6 separate regions of the Mus musculus genome follow, and all the other regions are linked to region 3. The links are chromatin contacts, called in public HiCAR-type and HiChIP or PLAC-seq maps. All regions are on one chromosome and are shown on one strand. Each heading gives the region's core, a stretch centred on a gene start, on an enhancer-like site or on the middle of the called end of the contact. The rest is flanking DNA. Distances are from core to core; before and after follow the strand shown. Region 1 has its middle 38 kb from the start of Arl4c. Region 2 has its middle 45 kb from the start of Platr5. Region 3 overlaps Sh3bp4 (SH3-domain binding protein 4). Region 4 has its middle 62 kb from the start of Arl4c. Region 5 overlaps Agap1 (ArfGAP with GTPase domain, ankyrin repeat and PH domain 1). Region 6 overlaps Agap1 (ArfGAP with GTPase domain, ankyrin repeat and PH domain 1).

Evidence for each region. HiCAR-type assays count read pairs that join an accessible place to other places. HiChIP or PLAC-seq counts read pairs in DNA pulled down with a chosen protein or histone mark.
Region 1: a contact with region 3 is called in an HNF4G HiChIP or PLAC-seq map of pancreatic cancer cells. The contact joins two enhancer-like sites. A contact is called at or near these places in 4 of 115 datasets of contacts at active chromatin or transcription factors (epiblast stem cells, extraembryonic endoderm stem cells, pancreatic cancer cells and 1 more).
Region 2: a contact with region 3 is called in a HiCAR-type map of embryonic stem cells, with 6 times the contacts expected there. The contact joins two enhancer-like sites. A contact is called at or near these places in 1 of 484 Hi-C or Micro-C datasets (embryonic stem cells) and 8 of 115 datasets of contacts at active chromatin or transcription factors (embryonic basal ganglia, embryonic stem cells, epiblast stem cells and 2 more).
Region 4: a contact with region 3 is called in an H3K27ac HiChIP or PLAC-seq map of extraembryonic endoderm stem cells, with 4 times the contacts expected there. The contact joins two enhancer-like sites. A contact is called at or near these places in 2 of 115 datasets of contacts at active chromatin or transcription factors (extraembryonic endoderm stem cells and pancreatic cancer cells).
Region 5: a contact with region 3 is called in a FOXA1 HiChIP or PLAC-seq map of pancreatic cancer cells. The contact joins two enhancer-like sites. A contact is called at or near these places in 1 of 484 Hi-C or Micro-C datasets (embryonic fibroblasts) and 1 of 115 datasets of contacts at active chromatin or transcription factors (pancreatic cancer cells).
Region 6: a contact with region 3 is called in an HNF4G HiChIP or PLAC-seq map of pancreatic cancer cells. The contact joins two enhancer-like sites. A contact is called at or near these places in 2 of 115 datasets of contacts at active chromatin or transcription factors (epiblast stem cells and pancreatic cancer cells).

Annotation. Positions count from the first base shown.
Region 1 is chr1:88,661,523-88,666,193 of GRCm38.p6, forward strand. No RefSeq gene overlaps it. Among named protein-coding and RNA genes, the nearest start is that of Arl4c, 38 kb to the right of the region's middle. Within about 2 kb of position 1,384, at least 45 of the 459 cell types and tissues checked have an H3K27ac peak or open chromatin away from gene starts, as enhancers often do. A contact at or near this core is called in pancreatic cancer cells, where this site is marked.
Region 2 is chr1:88,797,602-88,801,920 of GRCm38.p6, forward strand. No RefSeq gene overlaps it. Among named protein-coding and RNA genes, the nearest start is that of Platr5, 45 kb to the left of the region's middle. Within about 2 kb of position 3,045, at least 28 of the 459 cell types and tissues checked have an H3K27ac peak or open chromatin away from gene starts, as enhancers often do. A contact at or near this core is called in embryonic stem cells and extraembryonic endoderm stem cells, where this site is marked.
Region 3 is chr1:89,090,699-89,095,275 of GRCm38.p6, forward strand. The region is part of intron 1 of Sh3bp4 (SH3-domain binding protein 4); the gene reads left to right. Among named protein-coding and RNA genes, the nearest start is that of Gm34331, 11 kb to the right of the region's middle. Within about 2 kb of position 2,218, at least 101 of the 459 cell types and tissues checked have an H3K27ac peak or open chromatin away from gene starts, as enhancers often do. A contact at or near this core is called in embryonic fibroblasts, embryonic stem cells, extraembryonic endoderm stem cells and 1 more, where this site is marked.
Region 4 is chr1:88,637,756-88,642,500 of GRCm38.p6, forward strand. No RefSeq gene overlaps it. Among named protein-coding and RNA genes, the nearest start is that of Arl4c, 62 kb to the right of the region's middle. Within about 2 kb of position 1,831, at least 129 of the 459 cell types and tissues checked have an H3K27ac peak or open chromatin away from gene starts, as enhancers often do. A contact at or near this core is called in extraembryonic endoderm stem cells and pancreatic cancer cells, where this site is marked.
Region 5 is chr1:89,569,169-89,573,903 of GRCm38.p6, forward strand. The region is part of intron 1 of Agap1 (ArfGAP with GTPase domain, ankyrin repeat and PH domain 1); the gene reads left to right. All of the region lies in intron 1 of Gm41914 (a long non-coding RNA gene), which reads right to left. Among named protein-coding and RNA genes, the nearest start is that of Gm41914, 9.4 kb to the right of the region's middle. Within about 2 kb of position 1,558, at least 71 of the 459 cell types and tissues checked have an H3K27ac peak or open chromatin away from gene starts, as enhancers often do. A contact at or near this core is called in embryonic fibroblasts and pancreatic cancer cells, where this site is marked.
Region 6 is chr1:89,600,766-89,605,231 of GRCm38.p6, forward strand. Agap1 (ArfGAP with GTPase domain, ankyrin repeat and PH domain 1) reads left to right here. Exons shown (of 18, transcript NM_178119.3): 2 at 3,833-3,891. Among named protein-coding and RNA genes, the nearest start is that of Gm41914, 22 kb to the left of the region's middle. Within about 2 kb of position 2,301, at least 64 of the 459 cell types and tissues checked have an H3K27ac peak or open chromatin away from gene starts, as enhancers often do. A contact at or near this core is called in pancreatic cancer cells, where this site is marked.

The DNA.
Region 1 (4,671 bases), core at 134-2,633, 430 kb before region 3:
GAAGCTGAATGAGGCACAGAATGGGTTCTTCCCTATAGCTATAGGAGAGAGGGTAGCACTGTCTGTGCCTTGATTTAGGCCCAGTGAAATGGATTTTTGACTCTTGGCCTCCAGAGCTGTTAAGAAAATAACTTGCTATTGCTTTTTACCAGTAGTCTGGTGATTCTAACAGCCACAGGAAACAAATACAATTGACCCTCTCTGATGATTAGTCTTGATTGACAACTCAATAGGATTTAGAATCTAAATGGAAACCAACCTCTGAGTGTTTCTGTGAGGGAGTCTCTAAGTTAGGTTAGTGGAGGTAGAAGGGATCCTCTGTAAATGTGGGCCGCACTGTTCCGTGAGCTGGGGTCCCTGACTGAAGAGAGAAGGGAACAGGGCTTCGGCATTCATATCTCTTTGGCTGTGAATGGAACGGGACTAGCTGCCTCTCTATCCTACCGTTATGCCTTCTGCAGCCATGGTGGACCATAGCCCTTTGAATTGTGAGCCAGAATAAACCTCTCCTTCCCTAGGTCGTTCTTGTCTGCTATTTTGTCACAGCAAGAAGAGAAGTAGCCAATACAGCCTTCTAGACAATCCTTAAGATGTGAGAAAAAAATCACATCTGACGTGGACAGGAAGCAATTTCCAGGATTGCAGATCCCAATCTGAGATATTCTCAAAGGCCTCACTGAGCCTCTGAAAAGGTCCTATCTGCTGCTGTTAGCATATCTATACTGCAGCCATGATTTCAAGCCATGTTCCTTACTGTAGATATCCTCCACCTAGAGTACTTTAGGAAGACCTTGTCATACTCTTTAATTTTCCAGAAACCTTGGATGGTCCAACTAAGCAGATCTGAGGTAACATGGCTAGTGGCTGCAGGGGTGGGGGCTCGAGTTTCTGGTTATGTATAATCCAGGAATCTGTTTATAATTGTATAAGACCTCTGTCCATCCCATCTCTGTATCAGAAACACAAGCAGATCTATTTAATGTTGATGTTTGAGGTTCAGAAAACAGTAAACCAGAATATCATGGAATTCCCTGAAGCCCAGTTTTCCGGGATAAAATGCATGAAACTGGAAGCTGGAGGTAGACCAGATGATCTGCTAGATCTGTGTGCCTCATCTGTTTAGGACCTCCAGGGCTTCTTTAAGCATCCTTGGAAAAAAATGAGACAGTGCATATAGACTAAACTCAACCGTCATCCTGACCTACACACATCTGCTCTCTGGTGCTTCCATCTCCTCTTTCCCTTACAGACATAAGAGTGTTCCAGAAAATCAAACTGCCAAACCGAAGAAGCCTACTATCGAGACTATATTCTGATGCATTGGATTGCCATCACCTCTCATTAGCAGCAAAACTTATGGCTTGGTCTTCCAGCTAACACTCCCTGCCCCGGTCCCGTGCCCATTAGCAGTCCAGAGTGCATGAATCACTATACAAACAGTTCATGCCCCTGTACCACTGCAAGCTAAACAAATTCTTTCCATGTGAGCCTTAATGTTAAAAAAAAAAAAAGAAAAAAAGAAAAAGATATGCAGGAAAGAAAGATCATTTTGAAAAGAACTCCAGAAAGAAAAGGAAATGAGAGTCGTGTTGGCCATGTGCTAGAAGGGCCTGGCCAGACTTCCTTCCTTCATGATTGCTGCTGTGGCTGCCTCTTAGGAAGGGCTCTCCGTGAAAGGCTGCAGGGTCAGTGCAGAGGCAGGAGTAGCAGAATGTGCTAGAATGTGGCCAAGGACAGAAAGCATGAAAATGAAGTAAAAGATGCAAAAGATGCTGTATGGAACAGTGAGCTCCTTGTCTGTAATCCCAGCTCACTAGTGGCTGAGGGAAATCAGGAGTTCAAGGCCAGCCTGAGCTACATGTTAAACTATTCACAAAGCTTCAGCCAGAACTATCAATTAGGTGCCGAGGCTAGCAATAGGAAAAAGGCAGGGTTCAGCTCAGAAGGCGGGCCAAGGAAACATCAAGGTGGAGAGAGCTTGTCCAACTGACTTAAAATAGGTTTTCCCTGCTAAAGGCAGGTAGGGTTGAGATATCCCTAAACTATCCACAGGATTCTTTCTGCAGCTGAGCCCTGCAGGTCCCAAAGAACAAATGCACAGAAGAGACTGACACAAGTTTGGTCAGAGGCCATATGCCAGGGCGAGGAGAAACTCCTCTTTTTCCTTTTTAAATTGACACCCCTCCCTCTCTTCCATTTCTATCCTTCTGGCATCTAACTTTCTATTTCCCGAGGTGTTGAGTGTGTCCTGAGTGGCCGAAAATCCAGAGCAGGATGTTCAAGACCCATGAGTAGGACTGTGGCCTGTGAGTCAAACCTTTGGGAAGTCATAGCTATTCCCTGACTTCTCATATTTCCAGGATCTGAGCTTGCCTATCTCTGGACCTTCTTACCTCCGCTCAACCCTGCCTTCTCTCTCCTCCCACCTTCTGAACAGAAGCTAGCTCTACCCTTCTGGGCTCCCAGGTTGGCCCTCTCTATTCTTAATCCAGTCCCACAGAAAAGTTGCTTAACAGTTAGCCTATTATTTCTTTTTCGGATTGTGGCTGGGGTGCAGACAATCTTTACAGTACAGTGAGTTGTTTAGCAGAGTCTTTTCTTTGAGAAAGTTACATTTGCAGCCACTCAGTCATTAGAAATGTGAAGAAATGCCATCTTGATATATAGAGGAACCATGATGACTAGCCTAGGCAATACCCACCCCCCCACCCCCCCCCCACACCAAATATCCATCCATCGGGACCTAGGATGAGCATTTGGGGGATACAGGCTCTTTATACATGCAATAAATTGAGATAAGGTCACCCTTGATCTAAGGGGGGAATATAAACCCAATCCCCTCATCACATGTCTAGAATCCCTAGCTCCTGCAACCCCAACAGGCAGACCCAGCCACCTATGTCTTTGTTACCTCAGAATAATTGATAATTATTATTAGTGTAATAATTAGAGAGACAAATCATTTTGGAAAATAGAGAGGGTGATGTTTTCAATGTTGTTGTAGTTTAAATTAATTTGAGGTTTCTACCGTAGACCAGATAAAAGACACAAAAGCTTTATATTTATAATAAGCCTTAAAGCATTAGAACTGGCCAGGTATCAACCTTCTGTGCTATTTTGTCTACTTCTCTGTCAATAACTCCATGATATAACTTGCCAAGTTCTGCCTGGGCTTCTCTTACTCCAACTGGCCAGCTCTGATAGTCATGTTCTCACAGTTCACCTATCCCGTGCTGTCTTCTCTCTTCCTCTATCCTCCCTCAAGGTCTCTGCCTCAGACCCTGACCTTGGGAACTGAAGCCCTGCCCAGTGAAGCCCTGCCCACCGATGCCCCGCCCACTTCTCATCTGCCCAGCTACAGGCTGTAGGCATCTTTATTCAACCAATAGTTTTAAATTAAGGAACAAGGTTGCATAGTATCAGTTGGTGTATAGGAGGATCTCTTCACCCCTGGAGGCAACCAGAACTTGGTGACCAGTATTTAGCATTACAATACATAGCAACAGACCCAACCTCAACAAATGTGGCCACATTAAGAAGAGTAGAGGAAGGGTACAGAGATCCCTAAGGTTGTCTTTGGAGTATTGGCATAGCTTTACATAAATCAAGGACTGCGGTGGGTGGAATCAGAGGTAGACTGCCTAATGAAGCAGTTCTGTATTAGCTATGGTTTTGCACACTGCCTCAGTGCTTGTTCTGCAGTGTGGTCCAAAGACGTTCTCCTAAACAGCATTGTTTGAGGGGCCAGTGTTGCTCTCAGGGGAAGATCTCTTCTGTGCCTTGGTACAGTCTCCTAATTGCAAATATGTGGTGGTCTGTGTTGTGAGTTTCTGTTGTCTTTGAATCCATGGTGACTGGAAGAAAGGTTAAGGACAGTAACTTCTCTAGCTTCCACCAAAGTAAACAAAGCAGACACAAAATGAAGGCAGAGATGCCAGTGTTAGATTTCGGAGGTAACATAAAGACACAGAAGGCATAAAGAGACCAGCATTTGACTTCAAATGATGAGACTGTGTTTATTAGAAGAAGGGTAGCCTCTCCTGGGGGAAATTGAGGGGTCTGCCAGGGCGGAAGCTAGCAGCAGCCTTTAGGAGAGTGGGCTGAAGAGCTTAGGAATGAGGAAATTGTTGTATCATTCCTTCCTGAAACTGTCCTAAACGAGACAGCCTATTCTAGGCGGCAGGCTGTCCCAACACACTTTCCTCTCTAGCTGATCGATAAAGGTTAATCAAAGTCATCTGTAATCCATAGGAATCTTGTTTTACAACCAAGACAATCTATCAGCCAACTTGTGGGTCAAGGGAGGAGCCAATGCTTTTTAACAAAAGCTGTTTCCAAACACCTGTTTCGGTCAGGAGAGTTGAAGACGAGCATATACAGAGAGGACAACACCCCATGACAACAGGGGCAGAGAGAGGCATGAAGCAGCCACAGGTTCAAAAACATGCCACAGAACTCTGAAGTCACCAGAAGCTGCACAGCCCAGAGCTAAGAGCCTCCAGATGGAACCCAGTAGGCTGAGAACTTGACCTTGGACTGCTGGCCTCCACATAAAGGAAGAGGGAAACTGTCCTGTTTAAAAGGAGCTGGTGACACTGCAGCAATAAGGCTCATTAAGGAAAAACCATTTCCTCCTAGGCAAGAGGACAGAATCAATGGCTTGGGTACAGA
Region 2 (4,319 bases), core at 1,795-4,294, 290 kb before region 3:
GCCTAGGTATGTGCACACAAACGTAGATGTCTATGGAGGCCAGAAGAGGGTACAGGATCCTCTGGACCTGGAATTAAGGATGGTTGTGAATTGCTGGATATGGGTGCTGGGAAGCAAACTGGGTCCTCCGGAAGAGCTGCGAGTGTTTTTAACCACTGAGCTACCCATCCTGCTTCTGAAACTTATTTCTTGAAAAGAAAGAAAACAGCCTGTGGTTACAACTGTATTTATTATATGGATGTCAAATAGTAGTTGTATTTTAAAAAGCTACATATGTGATTTTTAAAAATATATATAAAAACACAACAAATTTATCTAAAGTTATCATGGCTATTCTCACATATTACTGAATTTGAAAGAAGATCTGATTATTAACCTCTTTTTAAAAGCCTTGGATCCCCAACCCACGCCTGTTCCTCCACCTCCCCTTTCTTCTGAGTGGAAGCTGGAAGAAAGTCAAACTCTCATCCCTCATTGATGGCCGGTTTTAAAAGTCTTTGAAGACTCTTCTCCCTCTGCCTTAGGGTTTGACAGTTTGAGGAAAGAGGGTGGCTTAGTGACTGGCTCACAGCTGTTGTGTAAATACTTCCTACTCCAGCCTTGGGATGGTTGAGACTGTGCATCAGAAGGGGCCCCACTAGCGGGAGGAAAAAACCCATAAGGCCTTTGTTTAAGCTGCCAGGTTTCTGTCTCAGGTCCGGAGGGTGAGGAAGAAGCCAGCCACTTTGGAAGTTCACCATCTTTACCTAGCTCGAGGTGGGACTCGAACCCACACCTATCAGTCTACCTATCAAGGGATCCGACTTCTAGTCCCTTATTATCACACTGGCACACAGCCCCTGGAGAAACTAGAATCTGTACTCCCTGACCGTGGCCACTCACGGTTGGTTCTAGAAAACTCTATTCCTTTCTCCCAGGGGGTGAGAAGAACACGTCTGCACTGGCCAGAGTGAACTAAAGAAGGTTTTGTGATAATAGCAAAGTCATGGACGTGTGCATATAGATGAAGGCGCCGCACAGAGCAGAGTATCGTGTTCACAGTGGGAGGGTAAGCTCTGGAAGACGCTCTCTCCAGAAGGACGCCTTCTATCACTGAGAGATGCCAGTAGGGACAGCCTTGCTCCCGGATGGGCCGCACCTATGCAGAATTCACAATGAACGCAGTGGAGAAGAGGTTGTACAAGGAGCCTTGAGACATCTCCCATCTAACGTTCCGGGCCTGCCTCTCAAGTCTGTTCGTAACTTCAGAAAGCTCTCAGGCCCCCAAACTCAACGGATCAACGTCAAAACAAATTAAACACAGGAGGCCTCTTGTAAACTATGCCTCTGCCCAGGATGAGCCTGGCTTTTCTTTCCATTATGTAAATTCCATTAACAAAAACTTCTAAAAGGAGAAGCCGTGGGGAGGATTATTAAAGATGAATGATGCTTTCAAAGGCAGGTCAAGGTCTAAATCCCTAAAGCAGGATCTTCTCCACTATGGCCCTCACGGAAGACTCCTAGGAACGTTCCCTTTGGGGGCTTCTCTGAGTTCCTGTTGACTTCAGTGATTAATGGCTTGCCCTTTGAAAAAAGCAACAAAATAAGAAAAACAATAAAACCTCACTACGGAGATAGAGTAGGATCCAGCTGAAGGAGCGCTGCCTCTAATGTAACTCGAACATAAGTAGGAACTAGCTAAGCTTGTCAGCAACTAGAGAGGAAAAGGCTGTACGTCTAATATAAGCTGAGATTAGGTTTGGTGAGAATATATTTCTGTTAATTTGTTGACTAAGATTGCTCCTAATTAGGTCCTGTTCCCAGGACTAAAGAAGGCATCCCTGGCTCACAGCGCATCCGGCTCATTCCCATATAAAAGAACATGCCTTTAGCAGGCCATTCCCAGGGAGCAGCAGGGTCCCAGCCATGGTCCTGTGCTGCTTTGTGTTTATCAGGGAAAGACCTAATTCTGACAGGCAGAGATGCAGGCAGGCAGGCAGGCAGGCGGTCCTGACCCTGGGTAAGAACTACCAGAAAAGAACAATACCGGTTCACTTCAAAAGTAATCGTGACAGTATCTTTGCTGTGTAAATCTTCTACTTGTTGGAACAGCCAGACTCGAAGTCTTTTGTCTCCGCTTAACAGTTTAAAGTCAGGACCTAAAAGAGACTCAAAGAGGATAGCCTGTGTGGAACATTGAGTATTTATAGAAACTGCTAACATTGTCTGTTCATGGCTACTTTCCCTAGGAGGTTAGGCAGAAACAGGCCAGCCTTATTAAAGAGCCATTTCCCTCATCCCCTGGCTGTTCGGAGTGATTCTCATGTGTGTGTGTGTGTGTGTGTGTGTGTGTGTGTGTGTGTGTGGTGGGGTGGGAGAGGGGGTTCTTAACCGACCATCCCCTGTGTGCTTCAGTAGCTGACACTCACGCACCATCTAACGTGTTACCGTGGAGCACATTGTTCATTGTCCCAAGGCACAGTTGGGCCTTGTGTTGTACAGGAGATAAGTTCGGGGCTTTGAGCCATCATTTGTGATTACACGAAGTTCAGAGTTGCCTGACTGGCATTTCTGGAATTGTTGAAGACGAGATTCTTAGGAAGAGTTTGAAAGCCTAAGCATTTTGAGGCAAAATTGCATAATGAGAGAGAGAGAAAAAAAGGACCCACCTATCCTTGCCTTTGTGATTTAAAAACAAACAAAAGACAACAAATAAAAACAAAAAATTGGGCTTGCTGAACATGAAGCCTGCAAGTCACCTGCAGTTTTTTATGGGAGTGACCAAGTTAAGAACAAACACTTCAAGAACAGTGCTATCCACCAAGCATGGTGCTTTCAAATTATCTAAGAATTTGAGAGAGGAGAGTCTCTGCTTTGTAAAGTGTATAATATAGCCTGCCTACGGCAAAGGATGTACTCTATAAATTTATAAAAACAACAGCTCATGAATAAACAATGGACTTAATGCAAGTGCCTCAGGCTAGAGAGTGGATTCCGAGCCAGCCCCACCCTACCCACTCCTCCGCACACTGCAGGAGCAGCCACTTCTGTGCAAAGTCCAGTGTCCTTCAGCTAGAACTTGAAGGGCATTGTGTTTCCCTGGCCTCCGAGGCAAGGGTGTGGTGAAATCTAGTGAGGAGGAGGAAGACACAGGCACTGTTGTCCTGAAGTAACAAAGCAGAACAATAACAGATGTGACTTCTGGGACCCTGCTTTAGTCCCACGGTCAGGTTTAATGGCAGTGTTGACAGGTAGCTGGCTGTCCCTGTGTGTTTAGAGCTCAAAGATACCTCAAGTCAGGGGGACTCAACTGGCTTCCAGGTCTAAGATTTCACAAAAACCGAGTCCTGACTTCTGCTCACTGCTTCCCAGAGCATTGGTCCCACATGCATTTTGAGCCACTGGGAAGGATACTGAAAGTGGAGGGGGCTGGGTCCTTACACAGAGAACTGCTTCCCTTGGTGGACAGCTGCTTCTAGTGCCTTCTCAGGGAAAAGAGAGAAAGGTGATAGGTTAGTTCTTTGCCGCTGGTGAAATGAGCCAATTCAAACCAGATTAGATTAGATCATATTAAAGGCAGGTTTATTGGGAATTGAGGCCAGAGGAGTTGCCATTGGGAGGGATGGGGGACAGAGAAAGAGAGAAAGGGTATGAGCATAGAGAGAAGAGAGAGAGAGGAAAGGAATAGAGACCAACATGTCTGGATTATTATATAGGGAGGAGCCTCTGGGGTGGAAAGTTCAGGGTTGGGGGCAGGGTGTACCAGGTAGGAACTGAGGAATGCTGGGAGAACCTGGAGGCCTAGTCTGCTTTGGTATGTAAGTTATGCACTTCAGTCTCTTGTTCCAGGTCCTGAAACCAAAGGAAGGAAGGAAGGAAGGAAGGAAGGAAGGAAGGAAGGAAGGAAGGAAGGGAGGGAGGGAGGGAGGGAGGGAGGGAGGGAGGGAGGGAGGATCCAAAAGATATCAGTACTCATCCAGGTGTTAGATTAGAGCTAGATTGCTCAGTGAAGTTTTCTAACTTATTCATTCACTTCAAAAAAAATTGTTCACTAGGCAATTTGAGGTGACATTTCTGCTATAACTTTTTTGTTTGTTTTATTTTCCTGAGTTGAGGATAGAACCTCATGGATACTCATGGGTACTCATGGGTGTCATGGGTACTAAGTGAAGACTCTACTAACAGGTCACATCTCAGCCCTCCATCTTTCTTAAGGTGTGCTAACAAGTTGATTCTAATTCATCTTCATACTGAGATGAAATGTGCTAGCCAGCAGATCCCCAAAGCCCTCACCAAAGAAATCAAGATGTCCCAAGACTCGATCCCATGACTTAGGATCC
Region 3 (4,577 bases), core at 968-3,467:
CAGAGATGCACAGACACCCCAACAAGAAGATGCTTCAGGGTCCAAGCGAGTCTTATAGCTGTGGCGCCTGTAGTTAAGACAGGTGGGGCGATCCTTGAGTACACTCACCCCACCTGGGAGGAGCAACCTCGCCTCAGAGAAGAATCCGAGGCCGCTGTTGAGGTTTAGCAAGGAGGGCAAAGAGGATTTCCGGGCAGTGGTGTGGGCTTGAGCTGGCCTGGTTCTCTTTCTGAGCAAGATAAACAGTAATGAGGGATGCCCAGCAGGAACAAGCTGAATTTTCGGAGGCTCTCAGTGGCTGTTGTCACTGCCATGCAAGGGACCAAGGAAGGTGACCCCCTAAACATATAGACAGAATGCAGGACATCAGTGTGGTCATTGAAGAGTCACAAACAGAGAGCTCTCGTCCAGACTTACACAGCCACTGCTGGCACAGACCGACTTCAGCCTGTCCTTCCTGTCCCCCTGTTTCAGATGTAGTGTTCTTCTAAAATATTTTAAATTTTAATTTTTTTATGCCTATGAGTATTTTTTTTTCCTGCATGAGTGTGACTGGTGTTGATGGAGACCAAAGCAGGGCATTAGATTCCCTGCAGTGAGAACTACAGATGGTTGTGAGCTGCCATGTAGTTGCTGGGAATCAAACCCTGGTCCTCTGAAACAGCACCAAACGCTGAGGCATCCATTGAGCTCAGTCAGTCCGTTTATCTGGTGGATCTTAAGTAATGCGGAGAGCTATTCCCGACCTTGTTGTGTTGTCGACCATCCTCTGCTTGTTTACATTTGTACCACACAGAGTTCACTCTCATGGTCTCTCCTGTCTCTGGCTGCCTCTTATAAGATTAGTTCCTCTGAAGATATTAGATCCTCAGACTGGATGCATGCACAAGTTGAAAGCAGGAGGAGCAGAAGTTCAAGGCCATCCTAAGCTATATAGGGAGATTGAGGCCAGCCTGGGCTACATGAATCTCTGTGTCAAGTCAAAACAAAACACAACAAAAGGTGAGTGTCTCTCTGTGGTTAGGTGAGTGAACTTGCTTAATAACTCGTTGGCTTTGTTCACAAACTCCCCTGAGGTGGGACGAGGGTGGTCTCGTACAGGCACAGCAAGGAAGCCACAAACCACTATTAGCTCCAACCAGGTGATCAGGTTGAACCTTGATGAGACCCTGACCTTGTTTGAGAGAGAGGCTTAGACCCCAGAAGATGGTGTCTTCGCTCAGCTAAACCAACCCTGCTTCCTGAGCCACTGAAATGGAGAAATGTCCAACCTTTGTTATCTGTGGTCATTTGCTGTGCAGAGCTGGGTTCCTTTTGACCCACCAGGCTGTCCTTGGGTTCACCTGTGTGAATTATCCCCACCTTTGCTGTGGGGATTTTTGAAGCAGGACTACCTGTAGGATGGTAGAATGTGACAGGGAAGCGCTTTGTCTGCCCCAGCATGCAAACTGCCAGTGGAAATCGGATCCTCTGCACACACCTCCCCCCACCCCCACCAGCTATTCCTCTGCATCAAGCTCCACACTGACCACCTTGTGATATTGGAGCTGGTCCGCCCGGGGTGATGTGTATCTGATAGACTTTCAATGCAGGTACATCTGCCTCCCCTCCCCCAGACTCATGTTATTATTCTCCTTTGTTCCAACTAGATTTTTTACATGGTTTCGGTTCACTTTTCTTACTGGATCCTACAAAGTCTTGGAATTTACTAGAACTAGGCAAAACGCGCTGGTTCTTAGAGTGTTCTTTCACTGCGGGGGGGGGGGGCACTCCACCGTGCAAGGCTTTAAAACAGAATGAGACTCCTTGGAACCCTTCTGTCCCAGGGGATGCTTGGCAGGATTGTTTTCTAGGTTTTCCCGGCCATGACCTGAGTGCTCAGGCCCTGGACTCCACTCTGGCTGGAGTAGAGTGATGTTTGTGGTGCATCCTCCTTTGAGAAGGCCTGCCTGAGAGCTGCTTTTTCTCTGGGCTCCCTGGAGGTGGCTGCAAAGGAATGTGGGCCCCTGGCTGAGTGTTCCAAACGCGCGCGCGCGCGCGCGCGCACACACACACACACACACACACACACATTCCTGGAGCAAAGTTAAAATTAGAAAAAAAGCTGCCACATTTCCTGCCATTCAGGCAGTCGCTGGTGTTTGTTTGCACAAAGGTTCTTCGGTAACAATCTGGAGTGGGTTTGGGAGGATGGAGCGGTTGAAGTCATGATTTTCAGGAGGGAGGTGAGCGGTTTCCATGGCGACCTTTGTTGTGGGCGTCACCCAGCTTTTGAGTCCCTGCACAATGATACTGGAATGGAAAAATGCTGTCAAACAACTCCTTTTGATAGTTCACAAGAAAAATTTAATTTTACTTGTTTCTTTCTAGAAGGCAGATGCAAAGGGGAATGAGCACAGCTGACTGCCCCTCTTTTTAAATGACCTTTAGCCTCCACTTTCTACCTACGCTGGGGTGGGGGGCACCATCCCTAATGTACTTGTCAACCAGAATCCTCCAGGTTCAGCAACTTGTCTGCACCTAGGGTATGAGAACCTAAGTCTGTGTCCATACTGTGAACACCCAGCCATCATCTTTGCAATAGTGCCTGCTAGAATCCAGAGGCTTCCTCGTGCACAAGAGATCAGGACAAAGGTCTTGTCTCAGAGAACACTTTTCCTGGAGATACAGGGACAAGGGGGAGGTGCGTTTGTGCAAGAAGGAGAGGCAAGTGAGGCTGGGAGGGGGTTGGGCAGTAAACTAAGTTTGCTAGAGTGTGCATCCCGAAAGATACCCAAGCCCTAGTGTCTGTGACCATTACCTATTAGAGCAAAGGGGCCTTTGCAGATGGGAGGAGCCTGGGGTGTCAGGATTTCTTGGTATTTTCATTAATAAAGAACTGATAAAGAAGAGATTCAAGAGCCTCCCGCCAGCATCATTGGGTGCTGAGATCCCTGGGAGAGACAGAAAACCAGAGAGTCTAGGATAGGGCAAGGTTGTTCTTTTCATCTAGCAGGGTGGCTAGATGAATTCCTTTTAGGGGCGACCCTACCACCGATTACCTTCTGCTAGGCCCCACCTCTTAGAGAATTTACCTTTTCTTAACATCTCCAGTCTGGGAGACTTAAGGTTTCAGCATTCAGACCATGTCCAGGCCGTACCATGCATGGTTCCTACTTCTGCCCTACATGCAAACACATGTGTCTTTGTAAGAGGTGGTGGAGGGAGGTTCAACCACAGGAACTGATGACAGATACGGACTAAATGAGTGTGCTTTGGGTACCAGAGGCAGGGAGATTGGTAAACTCGAGAAGCTAAAAAAGGGCAGAGAAAGGATTTGTAAGTCTAACCCTCCCTGTTCACCCTGTCTCCTTGGCTATCTCCTTGGCTTTACCCCATAAGATTGGGTTCAGATTTCTAGCCCCTAAAACTACATGGGATAAACCTGTGCTATAGCAGCAATAGGAGAGACAGGAGTGTGGGAATCCAAAGACGTGACCACTACACAGAGCCTTCCTTCCTTCCATACTGTGCGCTTCCCTGCGGATTAGCCTAGGATCATGGCACCTGCATTAGTATCCAGACCTAGCTGACAGCCCCAATCCCATCACCTCTGGTGATCTTTAACCTGGGAGTGATCCATGGTGATTGTATATATTATTGACGAAAAACCATCTCTTGGAGTACAGGCGACACTTGCTCTCTCACCTCCGATTTAGCAGGGGTATAAATGTGTTGTATTAATGGAACAAAATATTTGCATGACTTTTTAAATTGGTGTGTGTGTGTGTGTGTGTGTGTGTGTGTGTGTGTGTGTGTGCACCAACAATACAGAGTCACCCTCCAGCATTGACTAGAACCAGCCAGGAGTGCTGTTTTGTGTGTGTATATCAGCCTTGTTTGTGTCTTGGCAAAAAGCCAACCCAGTGACCTAGAGCCAGCTGTACATTTCCCATCTGTTCCAGACTGCGACCCCCCCACCCCCACCCCCAGAGGCAGAGCCTGGTATTTTAGATGGTGACTTCTCTCAGGAACAGGGTTTGGGGCACCAGGAAGATGAGGTGAGAGAGGAAAACAGCAAGAGGTGAACTGCTGAACGAGTGACCTTGTGGACACGGAGGCTGCACGGGTCTGGGACCTTCTTGAGGAGCTGTGAGACCATACCTGGGAGTTGTTCCTGGAGGGAGGGAGCATGGATCCTAGGGTTTCTTTGGGGTGTTTACTGAGGCCTGGTGTGCTGCCTTGGGGAGCACCCTCCCTCCAGAGGGAGAGAGCACCCACCATGTGCACTTAACCTGGTTGCCCCCTAAAAGGAATCTGTGTGTTACTATGGTGTGATATCCATTATGCTATGGTGTCTCTTGCTGTATGGATTTCTATTAGGCTTTCTTCCTGACCCCCGAGGCTTGTAAGAAAGGGAAATGTATTGTTCAGGGTTCTCTAGAGAAACAGAATGGATAGAATGAGTATATATATGGGATTTATTATAGTGCCTTACAGGTTATAGTCCAACAATGGCTGTTTCCCAATGGAAAGTCCCAGAAGCCAGTATTTTTTTTTTAATTGCATGAACACATATCTTAAAAGTGCACACTGGA
Region 4 (4,745 bases), core at 581-3,080, 450 kb before region 3:
ATAGCAAGATGCTGCTAGAATGCTTGACTTTGAAGGCTGGAGTCCTCATCCTTGATCTTTGCACAAACTGCAAAAATTCCTCATTCAGTGACATACTATGGTCATGGAGAGGTTAGGGTTGAGACAATGTTCTCACCTCCTTGGGGGTCAGCTGGGCTAGATTGTCATCAGTTCTTTTGACATCCTGGGGAACCCTCGTTCCCCCACTCTGCCCTCTTCCCACTGCCCCATTTTGTTCCCTCTTCCTTCTGCTTCATTTCTTTGACAGTAATAGGAGGGAGGCAGGGAACAGGGCAGGGAGCAGGGCTGTGGTGCCAATACCTTAACAACAAACCCTTTTGATGTTAATTCCCTTTTCAGGTGAGAAATCCTGTCTGCCAAGTCCCAGTAGGTATCTGTCAGTATCTGAGGGAGGAGGGGGGGATGCTGCCAAGCAATCGCTAGGCTCTGACATTCCATTCTTGCAAAAAGGTTGTGAAATAGGTTACTGGTAACGATAATCGTGAGGAATGAAACCTTAACTTCTACAAATCCATGAGCTTTGTAAGTGTGTATTCACACAAGACCACATACATACACACAGGGACTGATGGCTATAGGTATACAGATGTATGGATGTGTCTGAATGTACACAGGTGTGTGTGTGTGTGTGTGTGTGTGTGTGTGTGTGTACTGAGTATGCACCTCTATGCATTTATGTAAATCAGATACAATCATAGGTCATTATCACAGGAGAGACCTGATGAATAAGAATACAAAGATGAGCATGATATTATTAATAGTCAGAGAAATACAAACGGCGGCCATAGTGATGTGCTGCTTTGCAATTCTTAGAGAAATTAAATCATCTGATAATGGAGGGAAGCTGGGCTACTCAAAAAAAAAAATGGGCCCAGGGTAGGTAAGCGAGCCTGGAGCATTTTATACAGTGTAGGTAATCAACCCATGGGGTCTAGCCTGGCCTATATGACGAGGCACCACTTGGTTAAAATCTAGCTGTCAGCATGGACTTTGGTAGAGGCAATCTGCAGTAAAAACAGAGGTGGTGAGTGTTGGCATTCTTTCTAGGCTCCGCCCAACAGTTACCTAGCAACAGTCAGGTAGGCTTGGCTTGCTTTAAAAGGAACTGTTTGGCCTCGCCCCTTCTCTCTGACTCTCTGACTTTCTTCTCTCTGACCCCTATCTTTCCCTCTCCATATGTTCTTGGCCAGCCTCTTCCCCCCAACCCCTTCTGTGTCCTTCTCTGTCCCCTCTCTTCCTCTGCTTCTATTCCCTTCTCAGCTCCCCTTCCCATGCTCCCAAATAAACTCTATGCTATACTAGACCGTCCTGTGGCTGGTACCTCAGGGTGAGGGATGCTTCAGCATAGGCTTGCTGAGGTCTCCCCTCCCACTGCATCATCCTGCACTCTATAAAACATATCCTTGGTCTTTATAAAACACATCAGTGAGATGAGATGTTCAGGGATACAGCATTTGACTAGCACCTTGAAGTCCTGGGTTCAAACCCTAGTAAGTGCAAAAAGCACCCCACCACTCATTATATATGCTTCATTCCATGAGTTCCTGTCCCAGATATGATACTTGGTCTTTATAAAGGGTGGTAACAATTACATAATAACGAATGGGAGGAGCTTATCAATTTGATGGCTGAGCCCAGGCAGGGGCTGGGAGAAGACAGCATATTGTGTCCCAGGACCTGGGAGTCAAAAGCTGTTTTGAGGCTGGGTTTTGAGCTGTTCCTGGAAGACCACAGTCCTCCTCAGGTGGGGAGGGCCTTCAAAGTCACAGGCAGGAGGCTCTGTGCAGCTGGCACTGAGTCACTTCTGTGGAATGCAAGGCATGTTAGGGAAAACAGCTACAACACTGTGTACCCAGCCCCTGGATGCCAGGTTGTGTGAGTCTGGGACTTACAGGAAGATTCCCCCGTCCTTGGCTCAGAGAAGCAGCTGTCCAGGCAGCGGCAGTGTATAGGTCTTCCCCAACCAAACCTTCCTTTTCATTGCAGAGTAGCTGCTCTCACCTGACCTCGCTGAGAAAGCTGCATCTCTGGATGAACACTTAACTCCTGGGAGACAAAGGTAAACATATCTTCTGAGGCCCGCCCATTGTCTCTTGATTTCAACACGAAAGGATGGGGAAATCCAAGGGCCTGTATAGGGCACAGTGGGAGGGTCAGCCAGGCCAGCCTGGGGGCCTTACTCAGCCACCTGCCACTTGCAGGCATGTCACTGTGGTGAAATCTCGGCATGTGCACCAGCTCCTGGGTGCAGGAGGCGTAGGAACAGCTTGAGCAGGTGATTCACCATCTGAGATCGGGCCATAGGGCTCTCTCCCTGGCCGGGGAAGTCCCTGGCTTGCTGGAGCCTGGCCTCACCGCCCCTAGCTTCCTTTCAAGTTTCCTGCCATCCATCCATCACACTGATTTCTGCCTTCAAAGCCAGATTCCAGGGATGTCTCCCTCTGACCTGCAGGTCCTTCTAAGGGGCACACACATTCCTTGGCTCTCCCCTGCATAGCTCACATTCTTTTTCTGAAGCCCCTGTTCTAGGGGAGGAATACAAATGACACCATTCTGAAAAGCCTGGTCTTCGGAAATTTGGCTCTGAAATCCCTCTTGTGATGGTGGGAGGAAGACACATAGCAAATAAATACATAAATGAAACAAAACCATGAATTTGTTAGCTGTGCTCTGAAACGGTGCCTTTTGACTCTCCAGTTAGGACCAGTTGCCTTTCCCGAGGCTGGTTCAACAATGCGTGTGCATTACGTGTGGCTCACGGCAGCTTCAGTACCTGCAGAACATGATTTATGCATGTAAGCGCTCGGACTGGCCAGGGAGATAGCTCAACCAGTAACATTCTAGATAGAAGCTGGAGGACCTGGGTGAGAATCTACACAAAAAGCCAGGTGCAGTAGACTGCAACTGTAATTCCAGGGCTGGAGGAGAACAGATAGAAGAATCTCTGGGGACCCACTGGCCAGCTAGCCTAGGTAAATGGGTAAGCTCACGGGTTAGTGAGAGACCCTGTCTCAAAAGAAGAAAAAGTGGCACACTATTAAGGAAGATACCCAGTGTCGACCTCTGACTGCCACATATACTTGCAGACACATGTATTCACACCTGCACACACACACACACACACATTATCTTTTCAAAACACTAGGATTAATTTTTAAAATAATTAACTATCAACCATAAGAACACTAAGTTCAGTCACCCAATGTTATAAACATGAGGCTGTCACATTTTTTTCTCTTGTTTAAAATGACTCTCCAGCCTGTCTGAAAATTCACAGCAGTACCCAGCCTGCACAGATGCTCTCCCTAGGTTTATTAGCTTTGCAAGACCTTCTATCTCAGCCTATGGCTTTTGTGTCATATTTCAAACAGATTTAAGTATCCACTACCCAGCCTTAACTCAGGCTTTGAATAGAAAGTCCTGAGACCAAAAAGAAGATGCAAAGAATTTTAATTTATCAGAGTGTTGAAGCTACTAGTTAGATATCCCTGGAGTCACTACTCTGTGAGGAGTTACATCTTCACGGTGGCGTGGTAATATTTGCATCTTGAGTAAGTCATTAGGACATTCAGGCCATGTTGAATTCAAACTTCCCCATGATGTAACAGCACACCTGCTGTCCTCCTGGAATGAACACACAGGATGTACCTGGTTCTGTGTGCTTCAACAAAGCCATTCACTTGCTATGTGGACCTGAGCTCCTGCCTGCCCTCTGAGTTTAGAATTGCCTAGTATCCATAGGGCCCTGATGGATCTCAGGGGTTTAAGATGGCAACCCCAAAGCTCTCAGGAGGAAGAGGTATATAGACATGACGATGAACTTAGGATCTCTTGGTGCTTGTAGGAAGTTCCCAGGTGCTACTGGCATCAGGGCCTTTGGGAGACAAAGGTCTGGGACACTGATCTTTCATCAGTGGATCATCTGCCCTCTGAGTCCTGCACTGATTGGACTATAGAGAAATGGAATGAGCAGGGCCTGTCTGACCCTCCCCACTGTGCCCTATACAGGCCCTTGGATTTCCCCACCCTTTTGTGTTGAAATCGAGAGGCAATGGGCTGGCCTCAGAAGATATGTTTGCCTCAGTCTCCTGGGAGCAGGTGTTCATCTAGAGATGCAGCTTTCTCAGCAAATGGGATGAACAGAGTCAAAAGCAACTCAGTCTGTTGTGGCTTTCAGTATAATAGTCCCCATTTGCTACAAGAAAAGCTTCTTTGATGAGGGGGTGAGGGTGACGCAGGGGTGTAGGGAGACAGGAAAGTGTTTAGGATTCAGCTAAGAATTCTACTGATGTAGGAAAGTGATAGTAATAGATACTCCTTTAGGGTCTATGACTTCACCAGCCAGAAAGAAGTAGTTGGCTACATTTACAATACCAACCACAAATCTCCTCCTAGCTGAGTGGATTTAAACAACTGTGTTACCCTCAAGATGTAAATGTCACTATTGTAGCCTTGGGGTATCTTGCTATGCTGGACTCAGTTGTGGTTTGCCATAGGAGTCATAGCTGGGTTTTGGGCCGCAACAGATCTCAGAGGTTTAAGGTGGTCTAGACAGTCCCAAAGCTCTCAGGTAAGATTATCGATTGCTTTCTCCCATAAGGTCCCACCCCTAGATGAAGTCTGTAAGTAACTAAAAGCTGCCAAGAGAGGGAGAGTCAGTCTTCTCATAGGACAAGCCTCTGTTAGGTTATGCAATCCCAAGTGCTCACCCCTAAACATATATA
Region 5 (4,735 bases), core at 308-2,807, 480 kb after region 3:
CTCTTTCTTCCTGCTTCCACTTAGGCAAGCAGAATGAATCACAGCCCCTCAGTGGATTCTGCATCAGCTTCAGCTGACCACTGGCCAGACTTATTGGTAACAAAATCTCAGCTGTAACAAGCATGTGTAGCCCCCTTTCCTTGTGGCTATTTCCTTAAAAGTTACAGCATAACAAAATAATGATTGAGATACCACGGGTTCTGGTAAGTGTTGTAGAGACACAGCCATGTAACATTCAGTACATCCTCTTGAGTATGGGAACATCTTGGATTTTGGTGTGGGGCAGGGTAGCCCAGCAAATAGATGTTTCCCATGGGCTGCTTGGCCTCAGCGAGTTTTTATGTCTCCCATGGGATCCAGGCACAGTTAGAACCTGTGACTTTTATCTATTCATAAAATAGTAATAAAAGTAGTCATGCATGCCCTTGAATGCCCTCATATACTGGCCTGGCATCAGGAGGGGCAAGGTGAGCCTTAACAGGACCTTTGCTGTCTAGAGAAGGGGGAGAGCTGGGAACTGTGATGACGGTGGGTCGGCAGTGATCTCCAGAGATGAGATGTTTTGCTAAGAGCTACATGGCATAGTGTTTGGGGCCTGTGTGTGTGTGTGTGTGTGGGGGGGGGTGGGTCTCTGTTATCTTTTCTTGCACCTTATTTGAATCAGATCAGTTTTGTACTCCTCACGGGAAAGAGCTACACGCTGCTACCTCCTTAGGTCAATCCTCAGCTAGGCTGGAAGGAGTGTAGGCCAGGTGGGCTGGCACTGTTGTGAACCTTGAGATGACCTGCGTGTGTTGGTGTTTGGTAGCAGCCTAGGAATGCTCCAAAGTCCCAGAGGAACAGAGGGTCTTAGAAGCTTGCTTTCCTGGGTGCAGTGTGTGCATCACACTGCTATGCAGCAACGCTGCATTAGGCGCCTGCTCCCCCTGGGTGTAAACTCCAAGTTTTTCAGAGTCTTTTGGAGAAAAGCCCCAGGGGAATATCCTGCTATCTGTCTGCCACCTCTCCTTGGCTCTGAAATTTCCCATGATGACTGTTGCTTCTCTGGAAGTCCTTTGACAGAGAGGGGAGCAGCAGGTAAGGTCCATTCTCTGGGAGCCAGGATGGGACCCCTACATATCCAGCCTTCACAGCCCCTGCTGTGACAGCAGTGACTGGGAATGCATGCGGAGCTGGGTGCTGGGGACCTCAGGTCCCGACACCAGCCCTGGCTGCAAAGCTGTTGCCAGTCTCTTTTGAAGCAGCCCAGGCCATTCCACCTTTTTCTCTGGCTACTTCCAGTCCTAGGGATGCCAACATTGGACATGCCATGGTTCCTGTCCTGCACCCAACTAGGAACTGAACATCAAGGGCTACCAAAAGCCTCTGCACCCTACTCTTATGCCTAGTACCCTATTCCCTGAAATGAAGCAAGGCCTGGACCATGGGCCGTCACATTTGGAGCAGCCCTTCCCCCCAGGACACACAGTAAGTTTGTTTTCATGGTTTCCACTGAGGGAGGAACAGGCTATCACAGAGGGCGGCCACCCAGGGTCAGCTGCACTCAGGATTTTTGTGGTCAGGGAAGAAGTGACTCACCATCTGTCCTTCCCTGTGTCTGTTCCTAACTGCTGGAGGTAAACTTCTGTGTGGGAGAGGGGTCCAAAAAGGGGCACCATGGGGGTGCAGTTCAAGTCAGCTGATCTGGCTTGCCACATGAGTGGGTCAGGGCTGACTGCTACCCTGCAGAGGTGATCCACCCCCAGCCAGTAGGACTTGTCTATCAGGAAACTAGTGGTGGGGAGGGGGAAGCTGCTGTCCCTGAGACTTGAGGTTAAGTTCCCAGGGAAGACACAGGGAAGCATGTCTATTCTTCAGGGAGGGCATGGCCAAGGCCATGTGGGGGATGGACGGACGGGACATATTAGGTTCCATCTTGCTGGTTCCAACAGGTGTCATGGGGTGAGTGCAAATGATGTGGTTAGGGTTGAGAAAGGAGATGAAGGTGTGCCAGTGGGAGGTGGGGGCAGGGGATGAAGGTGTTGCCAGTGGGAGGTGGGGGCAGCCTTGCAGTAAACACTGGGTCAACACCTCACCCACTGGATCCTGCTTGTCTGTCTGATTGTCATAGCTCTGTCATGTTTTCACAGGCTCAGGGCTCCCTTGCTTGGGTCCCAGGGGTCTGTGTCATTCAAGTCATGTAACCTGGCCCTGCCACAGGGTTCTGCAGGGTGTTCTGCTGAAGGTGTCAGGCTTGGTGCCACTTGAGGAGGGTGCATTTTACTCCGCAGGCAAGGCATGGTTACAGAGCACAATTGCACCGTGAAGCCGGGCTATCAGGGCTGACGACCATTTCTGGAGAGGGAGCTGAGTGTAGGCGTGGAGGAGGCTGGAAGGATGCTTGGCTTGGACGTCCTTCTGTGTGGGATGGGTGAGGGGATGGGAAATCCCCAGAGGGGGAGGAAGTAGTTCTGACTAGAGTACAGGAGATGGGTGCTGTCTGGAAAGGCCTGCAGGTGGAGGAAGGCTCCTTCTAGGTGACTATAATGACTCAACCTCATAGTACGAGGGGACAGGCAGCTTGAAACATTGGAGTGGGATAGGGCTGTCTGGGGCTGTAGTGAGGGCCTAGATCTTGTTATCATTACAGGAGAGGTTGGCGACATCTCTTGATGTTGCTGCATGTGTCCTAGAGTGTTCCTCTTAGGGATGAGGATAGGGAGGGACATGTTCCCAGGTGATGTCTGTGCAGGTCCAGAAGCCATGTCTGAATTGGGGTCTCAAAGGGTCTCCTTAGGGCCGTGACCAGGCATGACATCTTAAGAGTCACCAGGGGCAGGTAGGGAAGTATCTGCTGTGGACTGTGATATCCCCGGTTCTTTGCTGGATAGAGAGGGGAAAGCTTAGACTACAGCTGGAGTCAGCTCTAGGTATGCCACCTGTGCGGTTTAGGGGAGGAGCCCTGGAGTGGAGGGAACATGAGGGGACGGGCAGGTGTGATGGTTGCCTTTGGGGTGGACTGGTCTTGAGGGAGGGATAAGAGGCCCAGGGGTATGGAGTTAGTCCCTGCTTTGTGTGTTCCTTGCTGTCAAGCATGCAGCAGTGTCTCGGGATTCCTATGTCAAGAGTGTCTGTTTCCAGATCCTGGAACCTTTGTGTGGGCTGACAGTTCTCCATCTTTAACATCACTCCTGACACAACATACAGTGTTGGTGGGAGTACCATTACAAGTCCTGGGATGCCCCAAATTGGTGACCATTGCTCTTCAGCTCACCATTCTTCAGTTTGTCTTCCATTGTGGAAGAGTTTGGAGCTGGTGCTGAGTTTGGAAGGAGTCACAGGTAGCTGATTGTCAGAGCATGGTGAGGAAGTACAGTGGTTGGGGCAAGGCTGGGTTCCTGGCTGAGGCTTCATTCTCGCCCCGCCCACACCGCACCTCAGCCCCACCCCCTGAGCTGTTGAAGCTTAGCTTGATGTCTGCATAAGGCCCCCGGAGGCAGGTGTGAGGCAGGTAGGTAAGAAGCCATGGATGTTTTCTTTTCTGTTAGTGCCAGCCATGATATGGTGACTTGTTCTTCTCTTCCAAGGAGCTCAGGTACGAGGCAGTTACTCCCCTGGAACTGCCAGGGGAAGTGGTTGCTGTCTGCTGCCTGGGTTTGCTTGTCCTTGGTGCCTGAGGACCACTGAAATGATCCACTGGTTGACAGTGGCAGGGAGGGAGGAAGGGGGAAGGGCATGACATTTAGACAGAGAGAATGGATCCTCTCTTGAAACCTCTGGTCATAGAATTCCAAGTAGCCCTCTGGGAGAGCCCAGCCTGGGATGCAGATGTGGTCACTGTCAAAATGTGCTCCTCAGGACCTGTGCAGACTCGGGGCATCATTTGGGGCCTTCACTTCAATCTTCATGTAAGTGCCAGGAAAACCTGTTAAACCTTTCGGTGTAGGAAGATGGGGTGGCCCAAGGATTCCTTTCTTGGCTTTCTACTAACATCTGCTGAGTAGTGCCCTCCTCTCTGCCTAGCTGCCACCTCTACATGCAGGTGACTCTCAAGATCAGGCCTCTTTAACTCTTGATGGTCCTTCCTAGAGGATCCTCACCGAATCTCAGTCACTCTGTCCTGTGCTTTAAGCTAGTCCTGTGTACTGCTAATTCTGTTGTACTTGCATGTGGTCTTGGGGTCTCTGCAGGTACTGGAGTTTATAGATTGAAAGGCCAGCAGAAAGGAGACCTAACTCTGCCTCTGTTGGGAAGGCATCATCCATGCTGGGGCAAGGCGTTCTGCTGGGCAACTGTATTGGGGTTAGCCACCCTCCCGTGAGCAACTTGTGATCCACGATGAGAAAGCCTGACGAACTCATTAGTCCTCCAGGCTGGATTGTGATAGGGCCATTACTTTGGCTTGTCTTCGATGCGCTGAAGAAAGGGGTAGATGTTTCCAGCCCTCTAGGGAAAGAGTTTCTGTGACACTAGGACATACTTCACAGCCAGTGAGGGGTGTGTCCCATTTGTTGATGCCTCTTATTTCTTTTCCTTGGCTGCATGCACACAGCTGATGTGTGGGAAGGCTGGAGGGAGGGAAGATGGGGTGGGAATCCTTCCGCATGCTGTGGTTGTAGCCATGTAGAGTCCTTGGGGAGTCACTCTTAAGTAGGAGCTGCTGTGCTAAGTGTTGCTTGAATTCATTTCTGTAAAGTGATGGCTCATAGATCTGACTTAATGTCTTAAGTCTTCTTCACATAGAACATTTCCATGT
Region 6 (4,466 bases), core at 1,051-3,550, 510 kb after region 3:
TTGGTGGGCCAGGGACCTGGCTCTCCCCCGTGTCTGGTCTCTGGTAGCTGTGTTCCTTTTCTTTGTTGTTCTGTTCGCTATTTCAGGGCTCTGCAAATGTTCTCAGGTTAAAAAAAGATCACGTCTGTTGCTAAAAAGAGTGCATTTCTAAAAACCTTTGTGGAATTCTAAGGTTCCAAGAGCATCCTAGTACCCGAGACAGTGCGTTTTGTTCAGGGTTTGTTTTTCTTCCCCCCCTCTCCTCTCACCTACAATTTCAGCTTCCTTTTCTTACTCTGGTGGCAGCTTCACGAGTTGTGGCTGAAGCTTGTGTCTGTGGTCCCTGGTGGAGCCCAACTGGGTGGGGGTGGGGGCATGATGTCATTGTGGTGATCCTGCAGACCAGGCTGTAATATGTGCCTCAGGGGGCATGGCTGTGCTGGGGCTTGTGTCCTCTAGCCAGATGATGCAGTAAGAGTCTGGCCTGATAAAGGGCATTAATGAACTATTATTAGTTCAAGGTACTGAGGCCCCAGGAAGGCACCCAGTGGAGCTGTGGAATTGAAAGCTTTCTTAGAAACTCGCCATTTGTAAGGAGGCTCCTCCAGGCTACAGGTGAGGACCCGGTGGGTTCCGGCTGCCCCAGTTCAAGTTCATCCATCAGTCAGCCACCTTCCTTATTTTCTGTCCAGCTGGGCCCTGCTCACTATAGGATCTTCGATCGTTTAAGATGCTGTGGAGATCTGACAGGCTTGTGATGACATCATGCTGATTTCTGCCCATGTGACCATGCTTGGGTGCCGTGGGTTGAACCGTGTGACATCATCATTGCTCAAGCTCTTCTGACCTGTACTTCTAGCTTGTCTCATAGACAGAGACCAGCCATCAGAGGGACAAAGCCTACCAGCGACCTGTTTTCTGCTCTGCCTTCCATCCTTGCTGGTGGCCTGCTCCCTGTAGTAGGCAATGGGGCTTTGCTCTGAATGAGCCTAAGGCCTCTCAGGAAAAGGAAGGTTCAGGGAGGTTCAGGGTGCCTTTGGCCTCCATGCTCCTTAGTTTCTACCAGGAGTTGGATGTAGCCAGGAGGAACTGAGGTTAGTGGAAGTCCAGGCAGAGGCCTAGGGAGGCTGTTGTCTGCATCTGTGCGCAGTGGAGTTGATGGCACTGTTGTGTCCCTAAAGTGGATGGGCCCTGTGGAGATGTATGGTGTCCCTTGCTGAAACAGGTCTCCTGTGGGGCAAGAGCTGACCTTTGGGCTTCTCAAAAGGAGCATGAAGGCAGCCCTGACCCCTGAAGCTCATCCTCTGGCCTTCCTGTGTGCTTCCTCTGCTAGCACAAGCTACAGTTGAGGTAGTTGAGGTGTCCTCATGAATCTTGGAGCCCATGTGGGTAGCACAGTCCCTGCACCTTTATTCTGTCCACTTGGCTATCATTCATAACCCACTGTCATGATTAACGAGACTAGTGAAGGAACTGATGTCACATTTTACATGTCTAACCTGGAGTCCTTGTAGCCTGTCACCACAGGAGGGAGGTCAGGACCCAGCACCCACTTTTTCCTTTGTTGAGCTGACTAAAGACTGTTAAGTTCTGGGACCATAGCTTGGTGTTAGAGCAGTTGTCTAGTGTGTGGAGGCCCTGTGTTGGTTGCACTGCACTGCAGAAGGGGGGGGGGGTGGTAATCGAAGCCGTGCTTGGTTTGTGATGAGGAATGACAAGCCACAGTGGAGGTCACTTGTGGCATCAAACAGGAGCCAGGCAGCCTGACCCACACCTAGCAGAAGGCTCAGTGGGCTACCCACGCCCACCAGTGTAATCTCTGCCCTACTGTTAAATTGCAGTGCAGTAGTACTTTATCTAAACCAGTGCCTGTGAATGTGTTTCCTTCTTGTATTCCATGGAGTGAGGTGTTAAGTGGGCACCGCAGTTTCCTCTGGGTCTTTGTTTTTGGTGAGGGTGTTGAGTCGGGGTGGTCAGGTTGACTTTGAGCTCACTGTGTAGCCTAGGAGGACCTTGAACTTCTGATCCTTATGGTCCCACCTCTCAAGTGCGGAGATTGCAGGCGTGCATCATATCATACCAGCTTCATTCAGCGCAGGACATCCATCTTGGGCCTACTATGTGCGTAATAAGAAAGCCCACAAACAGCTGTGCCTTCAGGCTCTGTCCACTGGGAAGGTCCTTGGGCAGTGTATGCAGACATGCCCTGAGTCGTTCTTTGAAGCAGCCAGGCAGCTGCTCTGTCGTCACCTGAGAGAGACAGGAGCTGTGGTTTGCCTCGGCCCCCTCTCCCCGCTGGGTGAGGAGGTTTCTGTGTGGGTGCTGTGTAGCTTGTGTTTCCATTGCTGTCTGTGGCACAAGGCTCAGTCGCTGAGAAACCACACAGAGGAAGGTGACAGAGATTGTGGTGCAGACGTCTTTGACTAAAGCATGTGTCACTTTTCATTTGGCCCTGAGCCATGCCAGCCTTGCCTTCCTTCAGACTGGGCCCTGTTTTTTAAAGAAAGGTTTCATGATGAAACTGTGTCGATTCTTTAGTCTTTCTTTTCTTTTCTTTTCTTTTCTTTTCTTTTCTTTTCTTTTCTTTTCTTTTCTTTTCTTTCCCGTCTCCCTCCCCCTCCCTTCCCCCTCCTTCTATTAAGTCAACTATTTTATTAACCTAGTTGCCACAAAAATGAACATTCTGCAAAGATGTCACACAAGGCTACAGTATGGATGTGTCTTGTCTTCTGTAGCTTCTGCAGGTCACCCGGTGCTCCTGATTTAGCTTCTCTGAGCAGAGACCTTCCTCTGGGTGACTCGGCTCCTTAGACATGGGGGTTTCTAGGTCAGTGCAGGGCCAGGGATGTCTGTCCTGTGTTGGTTGCAGCCTCTTTGGTGTCAGGGGACTGTCTTCCTGGCCTGCTTGGCACCCCTCACCCTTTCCAGCCACCGACAGAGGAGAAGCAGGCCATGGCTTCCAGCCCTGACACCTGCTGGGTCTGAGTACCAAGCATCCTCCTGAGCACGATGACTGACTTGACCTTGAATGTGTTGTGGGGGACTTTGCTTTTTGGACAGCTTAAGAGGTAACAGGAGTCAGCATTTGAGGAAGATTAACGAGTGAGCTATATTGGAAAGAGACATGAAACCTGTGACTGGCTTGCAGTAGGTACTGACTACCTCAGGCTATCGTTTCTGATAGGCGGTGGCACACGGGAAACGTGAAAATCCTGTGAGCCAAAGCGGGATATTGGGTGTGAGGTGGAGAGGTGTAAGGCAGCCTGCTTGAGTCCCTCAGTACTGAGGGGCCCTCTCTTCCTGACCTGTCCCGAGTCACCCTCGCTGAATAGCTGTCTGGTTTCTTTCTGAGGATCCAAATATTCTGCACCCTGCAATCTTGCTGCTGGCTCTAGCCATTGTCTATATCCTTTGTGTGTGTGTGTGAGAGAGAGAGATTTCAGGAAAGTAACTGTTTCAGTAGAATAAAAAAAACAGATGAAAATCTAGCTTGACACCAAGTCAGGCCCAGGCAAATCAGGCTCCTGCCTCTGTTTTTCTACATTGTGCTGAGAACCAGGACAGCCTTCAGGTCTGCTGTGGACACTAGGAAGGCCTGGAGCTGGAGTGAGGGAGTAAGGGCCAGGGTGAGAGCCTTTGGCATTGCTGAGTGCAGTATGTGTTATACACCACAGCCTTGAGGCCAGACAATGTGTGAACTTGGGCAAGTATTGGCCTCCAGGGTAGTTGTAACATGGGCGGCTGGTATGACCCTGCTTAGGTGGTCCCTCTACCAAAAATGATATCTAGGGAATGTTTTGACTTCTGTGAGTTCTGTGGCATGTCTCCTCACGTTTCCCATCCTCTATTACAGATGCTTTCGTGAACAGCCAGGAATGGACACTCAGCCGATCGGTACCGGAGCTCAAAGTGGTGAGTGGCATCTCTGGCCTTGGGAGGTGGGGGGCTAGAATAAGCAGGATGGGAGTGTGCAAGCTTGCCCATATGGAGTTCTGTTTCCTGAGGCCTGTAGGTAGGACATGTTCCATCTGGGAGTGTGTACTGGGAAAAGGCCATCACTGGCTAGAAGGAGCTAGAGCCTTGAGCGTGCCCAGCTGAGCCATAGCAGCCATTATGTACAGGACCAACGCTTCCCTGCCCGACTCCATGCTGCTCTGTGTCTCACACATAGACTACTCTACTAATGCCACCGGGGATCGACCTGTCCCTTGCTGGGCATTATGACAGCCTCTGTAAGAAGCCATCAGAAGTCATAATTTTAAAAAAGTAACGACTGTTTATATGCAATTACGAATTCTTGGCATATGTCAAGAGTTCTGTTTTTAATAGAAGCAGCTTCTGGTGGAGTTAAAGCTTATAGCTGGCTTCAGGGAGTATTTCTCATTGCAGTCGCCTCCTGCAGCAAGCACAGTTCCATTGCCCGCCCCTCCCTCCCTCCCTCCCTCCCTCCCTCCCTCCCTCCCTCCCTCCCTCCCTCCTTCCCTCCC